Linked DNA regions of Zea mays: all the other regions are linked to region 2. Evidence: chromatin contacts called from public Hi-C data. All regions are on one chromosome and are shown on one strand. Each heading gives the region's core, a stretch centred on a gene start, on an enhancer-like site or on the middle of the called end of the contact. The rest is flanking DNA. Distances are from core to core; before and after follow the strand shown.

What was found. Hi-C and Micro-C count contacts between places; a contact is called where the count stands out from the background.
Region 1: a contact with region 2 is called in a Hi-C map of ear, with 1.6 times the contacts expected there. The contact joins the promoter of LOC103636210 here to the promoter of LOC100192004 in region 2. A contact is called at or near these places in 2 of 25 Hi-C or Micro-C datasets (ear and tassel).
Region 3: a Hi-C map of leaf shows a contact between it and region 2, with 4 times the contacts expected there. The contact joins the promoter of LOC100384655 here to the promoter of LOC100192004 in region 2. A contact is called at or near these places in 2 of 25 Hi-C or Micro-C datasets (both in leaf).

The regions. Positions count from the first base shown.
Region 1 is chr8:157,260,199-157,263,810 of Zm-B73-REFERENCE-NAM-5.0, reverse strand. It overlaps LOC103636210 (phosphatidylinositol/phosphatidylcholine transfer protein SFH6), which reads left to right and starts at 2,311. Exons shown (of 14, transcript XM_008658563.3): 1 at 2,311-2,645; 2 at 3,105-3,399; 3 at 3,558-3,612. The coding sequence starts at 2,612.
Region 2 is chr8:157,557,967-157,561,139 of Zm-B73-REFERENCE-NAM-5.0, reverse strand. It overlaps LOC100192004, which reads right to left and starts at 1,688. Exons shown (of 11, transcript NM_001137428.1): 1 at 1,438-1,688; 2 at 145-285; 3 at 1-45. The coding sequence starts at 1,587.
Region 3 is chr8:157,815,106-157,818,388 of Zm-B73-REFERENCE-NAM-5.0, reverse strand. It overlaps LOC100384655, which reads left to right and starts at 1,705. Exons shown (of 3, transcript NM_001177140.1): 1 at 1,705-2,172; 2 at 2,271-2,376. The coding sequence starts at 1,819.

The DNA.
Region 1 (3,612 bases), core at 1,062-3,561, 300 kb after region 2:
AGTTGCAAGTGTTGGAACCACAGGTACATTTCCTATCATTAATGATATCGTTATGCAATCATTTTCGTGTGGATGTGTTAATGTATAGACTATAATTGATTTTTGGACATGGCTTTTTGTAACATTTATATTTTTTTCTAACTCAAAGACAGATCATTTATCTTTCAAGATAACATGACAATTTGACACTGCCTTATTCTGCAGCTTGTTGGTCCATATCTGAAAACAAAGTCTGATAGTGACAAGAATATGTCTGTCATATTTGATCTCCTAAGGAAGAAGAAAATTGCAGGCTAGAACACCTTATTTTAAAAGTACACCATTTTCTCAAACAATGCTGAACATATTTGCCTTGTTATTCCTTATGAAAGATGGAAGAGTTTAGATCAAAGTGAATGATGAGGGACATCATTTTGTCTATATGATTGTTGCTTAGTTGCTTCTATGCTATAATATCATGGTTATTCACTGTTCTCATAGACTTCAATGTGTCTGATTTAACTCTATTGATCGCAACAGATCAAAGGAATGCACCTGTGTTGCCTCAGAGATGTGATCTATAACCACTTTGTCTTCTGATTTGATTTCAAAGACTAGAACATATTGTTTCAGTATTTTCAAAGAAACAATGTCATGGGCAGTCGGCTAACACAATTGAATTATCAGAATAAAATATGAGTATGTCCCGGAGCTAGGTATGCTGAGGAAAGGAAACCCATGATGTTAGTTCTCTGTGTGCTTTTTCGATTGTGTTGGTTGTCTTTTTGTTCTCTTTTATCTTTCAAATCTGTCTGTAAACCAGTTTGTGTTAACAATCCTTCTTTTACACTTAGCTGATCCAGATCCAGTCGGAGCTATTCCTGGTTTATGATATGGTGATACTTGAACTATTTAGCCTGCCCAATCTGAATACTTTTAACTATCAAGTATCTTGAGTTAGTTTGTCTATTTGATAACCTGCAATATTTCTCACCCGCTCCACTTCTTTGGGGCACGTTTTAACATTTCTCACTCTGTAACGCTTTCAGACCACTTTTCATATGTTTTTTAGATGCGCTTTTTTTTGGAGACCAAGCTCTAAGGGCAACAATGGAGATGACGAGCGTCTTGGTTTATCAAGAGGAAGTTAATCCCTCTCAACTGAAACTCCCATCAAATTTGGAGCGTAGTGTGTCGATTCAGTTGTAACTATTATATGTTATTTTGGGTTAGCAAACTGTATCTACTAATTTCTCAGACTTACGCCTTTTGAGCTAGAAACTTGTGTAAGGATTTGTTGCACTCAGTGACATGCTGATATTTGAACTATTTAGGCTGCCAAATCTGTTTTTTTTTAACTATCAAGTATCTCAACATTTCTCTCATTCTAACACTTTTAGATGGTTCTCCCCTGTTTTTTTGACATGTTTTAACATCTCTCTCATCGTTGAACTATCAATTTGTGGCTTGAATAAGCAAAAACACCTTAATGTCCCCGCGCAAAAAGGTGGAATCTCCAAAGGTAGCCGAAGCTGAGAACAAGTTACAAAACCGACCACCGAAAAATTTTGTTCAATGATCCGACCATGTGGACAACACATGCTCGAAATGATGACAAAGAGAACCCCCACAAATCTAGTCCCCGGGGCATCAACGCTATAAATTTTGAGCCTGTTGCAAAAGCGAGCGAAGAGCCCTGTAGCTTTTAGCGAGAGAAGAACCCTGTAGCTCCTACCGCTGAAACGGGTAAGCTCGGCGTTGATGCGGACGAGGGCACCTCTCTTGATCCGCCTTGCGTCTCTACTCGTTGATATCTGATTACATAACTAATCAGATAAAATTACATAATTTATAAAAGAATTAAAAATAACACAACTTGAACATAAAAATCCGCTCTATAAATGTTTCTTTTAGTTTTTTTGGTGCCATCTTGTTATATAGAACGTCAAATATTTGACGTCATTTTATACACCTTGCTTTACTTATATGATTAATATCTTTATCAATATTCACATATCTCTATAACATTGATCCTAAATATCTAAATGCATTCTTTCTAGGTAATACTTGACATTTTCAAAACAATATCCTTACTAGTGAAAAATAATAATATCTCATATATAGGGGTTACAATAAGCTCTAAATTTTACACTATAAAATTCAAGAATTAGATTAGGATCAGATTCTATTTTTGTTTATTTTTAAACTAAAATTAATTTAGAACTCAAAAGAATTGTGAAGACATATTTGGATCCTGATGCGTTATACCTACAATCTCCCGCTACAACTCTACACGTGGCATATTTGAGCCGGTAATGCTACCTCGCACTTCGGAGGCCCATGGACCTGATCTTGCCGGGAACCGTGTACCTCCGCCTCTGTCCTCTCTCCACCGATGAAGGGAAAGCAGAAGCTTCTTTTCCCCTTCCTCCAAAAAAGGCATCAAAATTCTTTGCTAAAAAAGGCTTCAAAATTCTCCGCTTAGGGAAAAAAACTTGATTAGGAGCAATCCATCGTTTCTTTACTCCTCGATCGAGAGCCCCATTCGTTAGGGGTTAGGGTCGTAGCGAGGGCTCTGAAATTGGAATCCCAACAGAGGAATTACACCCGCTTTGGGACTTCGGAGAAGGGAATGTCGGCAACCATCGACCGGCTCGCGACACCGAGTGAGTGCTAAAATGTGTTTGCTTCAACTACATGTTGTTGATGATTTCCTTTTTGCCTTTGTGCCTTCAACTACATGATGTTGGGGTTGGAGAGTGGGGCATCTCGCTACTCTGGTTCATCGGTTCAGTTGTAACTCCGCTTTTAGTGGATGTAAAAATTTCCTTCTGTTAGGTTAATATTGACAGTTGACTGCTGAGAACCTGATAATTGATTGACGGACTCAAAATAACAAACATCTCCTTCAAAACTGGGTACTTCGATTCAAAAAGATGAGAGTATTTCTGCTGAATTGATGCCCGCGGGAAGGGGCATAAAATGACTTACAAGTTGTAGCACCATATTTTATTCTTTGTGAAGCATGGCAATTTTCAATTTGCCTACTCATTGTTATGACTGCTATACTGATTTCCGATTTGGATTTGGCTGAGACACGGAATGCTAAGTAGTTTTGTGTGCAGGTCATGAGGGTCGTGCACACAGTGACGAAAAGCGAGAGTGCAATTCTGATGAAGAGAACTCAGAAGGAGAAAGAAAGCCCAAAAAGGATTCCTTCAAGAAGAGAGCAGTTACTACAGGGTATAGATTTAGGCATTCCTTAAGGAGAAAGAGTAAAACAAAGAATGATAACCATATAGCCTCAATAGAAGACATAAGAGATGTTCAAGAGCTGGAGATTGTTGAAAGGTTTCGCCAGTGTTTACTTGATGATGGTCTGTTGCCAGAACATCACGATGATTATCACACGATGTTGAGGTATTGCTGCATCTGATTTGCTCATCTTAAGTTTCTTGGTTCTTCTCTTCTGTCAAGTTTTTATTTCCTGCACAATATTTTTACATGGAAAAAACTCATGAATAGAATTTCGCCCCCTTATTTGGTTTAACTTTTCTTTCTATGCCTTTTACATGTAGGTTCCTGAAAGCAAGAAAATTTAATATTGACAAAGCAAAACATATGTGGTCAGAG
Region 2 (3,173 bases), core at 439-2,938:
GGAGTTGTCCATAATATCATCAAGCACAAGAAAATAAGCTTGAAGCTGCAAGATAAGAAATAGTGATTTAAAATTTCATATTAGCAGAAAATTCATTCTGTTAACATAAAAAATGCTTGAAAGCAACACAGAAGTAAGTAGTACCCATTCAATGCACCAGCCAAGGGTGCAAGCAAGAAATGTCTCCTCCTTGCTCAGAACATCAACACCCTTCAATATCCTGTAGCTATCAATGACAGAGAGCCCGCGATTGCACTTTCCTCCGAGCACATTGTAGTCCAACATCTGCTCCAGAAGAAATAAACAGGTCACAAAGTTACCCGAGCTAGTGATACATTATTCTCTGATCTTAACCAAAGAAACTATAAGTGAAAGACATCATCAGAAACAATGGGATCCATTATGTACATTTCCAGTTTCTGCTAATTTCCTTCTCCGCAGTCACAAATTAAAAATCAAAATGGGAATTAGTGAACAATCATTATAAGAGTTGTCTGGTCAATTCCATCAGTTATATATATATATATATATTTTCATGACCAGAACTTTCATTATTTTTTATGTTTCCCCCTTTATACAGTGGATACTCACATGTAACTCAAATACTCAATTTTCAAAGAAGTTGGTCATCTCAGCTTAATAATGTTCAGGGAGTATTTTTTCTAAAAAAGCCCATAAGTTTGCCCGCGAGCCCTAGATCAATACAGAAGGTAAGGTCCAATGGAAACATATTAAATACCCATTATACTTGGGTCATAAATCAGATGAGCTTTTGAACACTAGAAGTAACTAAACACCAACCTAATTTGCTACCCAAAACATCATCTAATTGTGACCGGAGGTAGTGTCAACTATAAGGAACAACAACTAAAGCCAGAGACTAAACTGTAGTGAGCAAATTATTAGCAAGGGAAGTTACTTCTAGTAACAGGTAACAGCAAACTGCAAACTTGTTAGGCCTTTCGCGACAAATTGATCGATCCCTGGCAGGCAAGTACTTCTAACATATTTGAACTAATCTAAACAGAATCCTTCATGTTTATTTTCTCCTCAGCATCAATTCACAGAGTTTTTCTTTTAAAGTCGAACTTTTCTAAGTCAGACCGAATTTTTAAAAAAAAGGCATCAAGATTTATGAACCGCATCATTAGGTATATCATAAAATATATTTTTATAACATGATCATTTGGTCTCATAAAATTTTGACATAAAAAAGTTTGACTCAAAATAAAACTATAGGAATTGACCGAGGGAGTATTCTGGCTCTGGTACTCATATCCCTCACACCTGAAGAATTCAATGGCCAGCCAGATCCTCGGAATCACCGAAAGCCCAGAAAACTCGGTAGAAATCGAAAGAGCTGACGGGACCGCCAGAGAGATCACAGTAAACTAAACTGAGTGGAGGGCTGGAGCCTGGAGGCGAAGAGAGCATTACGCGGTCGATCCACTGTAGCGACTCGTCGGTGAACTCGAAGGCGGGGTCGTCTAGCATCTCCTCCTTGAGCTTGCTGTATGTTTCCTTAAACACGGTCTTGGTGTCGGCGCCACCCAAGCCGTTGGCCACCACCACCTCCACCGTCGCCATTGCGGCCTCGGGGTGGGAACTCCACCTCACGATGCGCGGGCGCGGGAGGAGGACACGGGGAGGGAGCGGAATTCTGTTTCTGTGGACACTGGAGAGAGTACTGTGGTGCGGTTGTGTGAGCAGATGTGTGGGCACACGTTTATTTATGGGTATGGACGGGAGGTGCACGAAGACCGTGACGGCGACAACTGAACTGGGGTGATGAGCTGGGCCGCTGCCCGCTGGGGGCACATGCATGGCATATTGGCAGTTTGGAAGCACGAATATTTTAATCTTTCAATCCTCTCTTTTAGACCGATTTTTTTGAGCCACGTCATCTTAGGCTCAGTTCGTTTTTTGTCCCATGGGGATTGAGGGGGAACAAATCCTCTATAAGTCAAAATCATCCTCAATCTCTTCCAATCCCGCTCAATCCCTATGGTTTGGGGATGAAACAAACATGGCCTTAAGGGGTACCCCAAGGAATATAATTACACTATAAAGTCTAACTTAAAAACTCAAACCCCCTTCTAAATTGAAGGAGATAGAGAAAAAAGATGGTTTAAACTTTCAAACTAGTCTTAAGAGTAACTAAAGCATGGGTTGGCTTGCGCTCTAGGGCTACTTTGGAAACTTAAATCTCCTCCGTGATTAGAGGGGGTTGGAGGAGAAATGAATTATTTTTCCCTCAATCTCCTCTAACCTTGAAAAGGATTTGAGTTCCCAAACTAATCCTAAGAGACCTATGGTCCACTGGATCCACAATCACTCCAAGGACGAAGGCTCTATGACATCTCTGGCTAGAATAATCTAGGTCCTTGTGGCCCCTCATGTCTCTAGATACTTATAAGAAATCTAAGGGGTGTTTGAGACTGCCCCACTCCAAGAAATTCAACTCTACTCTACAAACTCCATTATAGAGCAGCTCTACCTTGAAGTTGGAATAGAAAAAACTATTTGGCCAAGCATTTGACTCTAGCTCCATGAATGATAGTTTTTTCTAAAACACGAGGGGCATCGAGGACTAAAACTGTGATATCCTGGCCCCTGGGACGGTGATGTTCTGACCCAAGGCTTAATAGAATTAATAGAGTATCCATACCAACAAGGTGCATCTTCTTTTTTGGAAGCCTATCTCAAAAGAACCTTCAAGTTAAGCGTGCTTGACTTGGAGCAATTTGGGATGGGTGACCGATTGATAAGTTTTTGGGGTGCGCATGAGTGAGGACAAAGTGTGCACAAAAGACCTGTGTTGGTCTGGGGGGACAATATATGATCCTAGAAAGCTGCCAGGAGTAAGTACCGCGGGTCCAGGGATTGGACGGGGTGTTACAAAAACTTATAGGCACACCAAAACACGAGGAGCCTCGAGGACTTATGCTTCTTAGTGCCCCAGGACACGAAATGCGTTGAGGATTCTTATAAGTGCCCTATGACATGAGGGTCCCTAATAACTTATAAGTTGCTTCAGGGCATAGGAAGCACGTGGACTTAATCTCTGGTTCGTGTCCCCACGACATAAGTTGCTTTAAGGACTTAAATATTTTACCCTTGGAGGTTCTCGATGCGTTAGGGGCTATGAGCTTCATAGCGCCTAAGGGCGGAAT
Region 3 (3,283 bases), core at 456-2,955, 260 kb before region 2:
GGATGTGCTGTCTTTCCTTGCCACGTGGCGCCCTTTGGCCTGCCCATGCGGTGGGGTCAGGCATCGTCCTCCGCGTGGCCTGGAGATGTTGCATAGGTGCGGCGTCTTCATGCTGTAGAAGAGGGTACCCCTGATTTAGGGTACCGACACAAGTGTTAGTGTGAACTAAAACAAGTTAGATGAGAAGAGAGAAGAAAGGAGAACTCTTCACTTGATTTCTCCTTTACGAGAGTACTGAACTTAGGAGAAATATTTCAAGTGAGTAAAGAACTCAAGAAGATTTTTACTGTGGTTCGGTCAATGCCTACTCCATGTTGTGGTGACCTCCCTTGGTCAAGGGTTGCTCTCAACCCTTCTCAAGTGATACAAAAATCAAACTTGAGTGTCACAATTGTCTTCCTTATATCAATATCCCTTTGTGAGGAATCTCTATAAATTGGAGTCTATCACATCTTACACAAATGACCACAATAAAATTCGGAGTAAGGAGGGGAGTAGATACGCACACAAGAGCACAACGCAACAACAACACGCACAAATGTGAAGAAGAGAGCGTAACAACAAAACGATAGAGTAACGACTGAAGAAATGCGCTCAAATCTCTCTAGAACACTTCAGAGGCGTGGTTGCGGAGTCTTGGAGTTGTAGTGTGCTCAAAGTATGCTTAGGTACCGCTCCATGGCGCCTTGGGGTCCTTTTATAGCTCCAAGGGACCTAGGAGCCGTTGGAGCTTGAATTGGAAGCTCCCAGCCTTCCCTGTCCGTGGGTGCACCGGTCTGTCCGGTGGCGCACCGGACCTGCACAGTGCAATAGTTAACAGATCCCTGATTGGTCACTTTCTGTTTCAAGCGGGCACCAGACTGTTTGGTGGGGGGCACCGAATTGTCCGATGCACCATCTGACCATTGGCTGCGGCGGACGTGGCAGATAGCTGTTGTCTATCTTCACACCGGACTGTCCGACGCTCCGCGCGGACCGTCCGGTGAATTATAGCCGAGAGTGCTCGGATGAAACCGAGAGCGACCAGTACGATCGGACGGACACCGGACTGTCCGGTGGATGGCACCGAACCGTTCAGTGTCGCCTAGTCCAGCACAACTTGTTCCTTTTTATGCCAACTTTCTTTTGCTCCTTTTGACTCGACTTCTTATGGTCCCTATCATTTAGTCAAACATGATTAGTACCTCAATAATTGACTAAGTGCTAGAAACATACCTGTTTCACTTTGATCCATAGATGTTTTAGTATGCCTATTTTCAAACCTAAAGGGTGCCTTTTCTTGTAATCCTTAATTTACTTTACAAACACCTATGCTCATGCCCAAACAAGACCTATATTTGATAGACTTCCACTATTGCATTCTTTTAGTTTATTATGAAAAACAGCTAAATTAATTATGTTATGGTACAGACGTTCTGTTTGATACCACTTTCGTTTTTAAATATACGAAGAAGCTACGAAATAGGCTGTGACAAATAAAGTTTTTGTGCGATTGCCAACGAGAGAAGTTTAGGGAGAGTGGGAGACAAAGCGGATTGGTGGGCTACGGTCTACAGTTGGGTCGTACGGCTGTGAATCTTGGGCCGGCCCATCCATTTTTGTTTTATATTCTCTGGCCTTTGTTAGCCTAGACTCCACCCAACTTTTCTTGCCAAATAAAACGATGAAAAAGTTCATTTTACCTCAGTCAACTACCAATTTTCTCGCTCAGACATACAGAATTACAGAGTCGAAGTGCGCTGTGGCCTGTGGACTCTCCCCTCCCCAACTCCGGCGAAGGGAGCAGAAACGTTGGCGTGTTGGTTGGGTGGCGTCGGCATGGACGAGGCAACGAAGAAGAATGTGGAGGCTACGGTGCTGGAGATCCTCCGGGGCTCCGATATGGAGTCCGTGACGGAGTACAAGGTCCGCGCCGCTGCCAGCGACCGCCTCGGCATCGACCTCTCCATACCCGACCGCAAGCTCTTCGTCCGCGGCGTCGTTGAGGAATACCTACTTTCACTCTCCTCCAAGGAGGAGGCGAAGGCGGAGGAGGAGGGCGTCACTGGCAGGGAGAGCAAGGGCAAGGAACACGAAGAGGAGGACGAAGAGGATGACGATGAGGAGGAGGATGAAGGTAAGGGTGGCGGGAAGAGAGAGTACGATGACCAAGGTGACCTTATCCTGTGCCGCGTGAGTTTCTTCTTCCGTATCTCCTCTCTCGCTCTTGTTCAAATCGATCCGAATGTTATGCTAGGGTTTTGTGGCGTGATGTGGGTTTGTGCGTGCAGCTTTCGAGCAAGAGGAGGGTGACTTTATCGGAGTTTAAGGGCAGGTCGTTGGTGTCCATCCGCGAGTTCTACGTGAAGGACGGCAAGGAGATGCCCTCCGCCAAAGGTGACTCCACCATGGCACCATGGATTACTGCTCGAATGTTAGATGTGATGTCCACTCGAATGGATCTTCATCTGCAATGTCAGCTTGATATTGCCGGACCTTGAGGCTTGACCCTTTTATTACACTCTTATAGTAATGAATGTCTCAGTTTTCCAGAAACCGAATTCACCAATTCGCAGAACTTAGAACTGAGCAGCGATAATGATGTGATGTTGTTGTTCCAGTGTTATCTGTCTGTCATTTACCTATGGCTATCTTTTTAGACAAAACGTGGCTATTATGTATCCACGCTTTCGTAAATGTTGGACTTCTTTATATAGAAACACTGCAAATACCAGTTAGTTTTTTCAATCTGTCACTGCGTACGGTATATTTCATTCTCCTGCACTAGCAATATCTAGAATCTGTTATGGTCTCAGTGTGATTTGATCATATCAACTTATTTTTAGGCTATGCCAGTCCTGTATTTTCATGCATCTTCAGAAGTCTTTTTAGCGCAGTTATTGTCTTACCACTGGTGTCTAGCTGTAAGTTTCAATTGGTGGGCAAGAAAACTGTCAATTTGAGATTTTAATTGCTTTATGGGTTATTTGACTAAGTTTAATGTGATCATTTTAATGCAGCATTACGTTCAGTATACCCCTGTTGAATCAGCACCCCTGCCTACCGAAATTTGGATTGATTTAAAGAAAAATCTGAGGAAATCATTTCAACAGGCTAGCTGATCTGCAAAAGTATATCCCCACCATATTCAGACACAATATGATATTTGTTCGCAGCCAGTTGCCAGTCAATAATCACTAATTCACTATATTTGGCCGCTCTGGAATATTTGGTTCATAGACCAGTTGACAATTCTCTCTTCTTTCATGTTACAACTTGTGTTCTTTCTTTATTATTTGTTGGT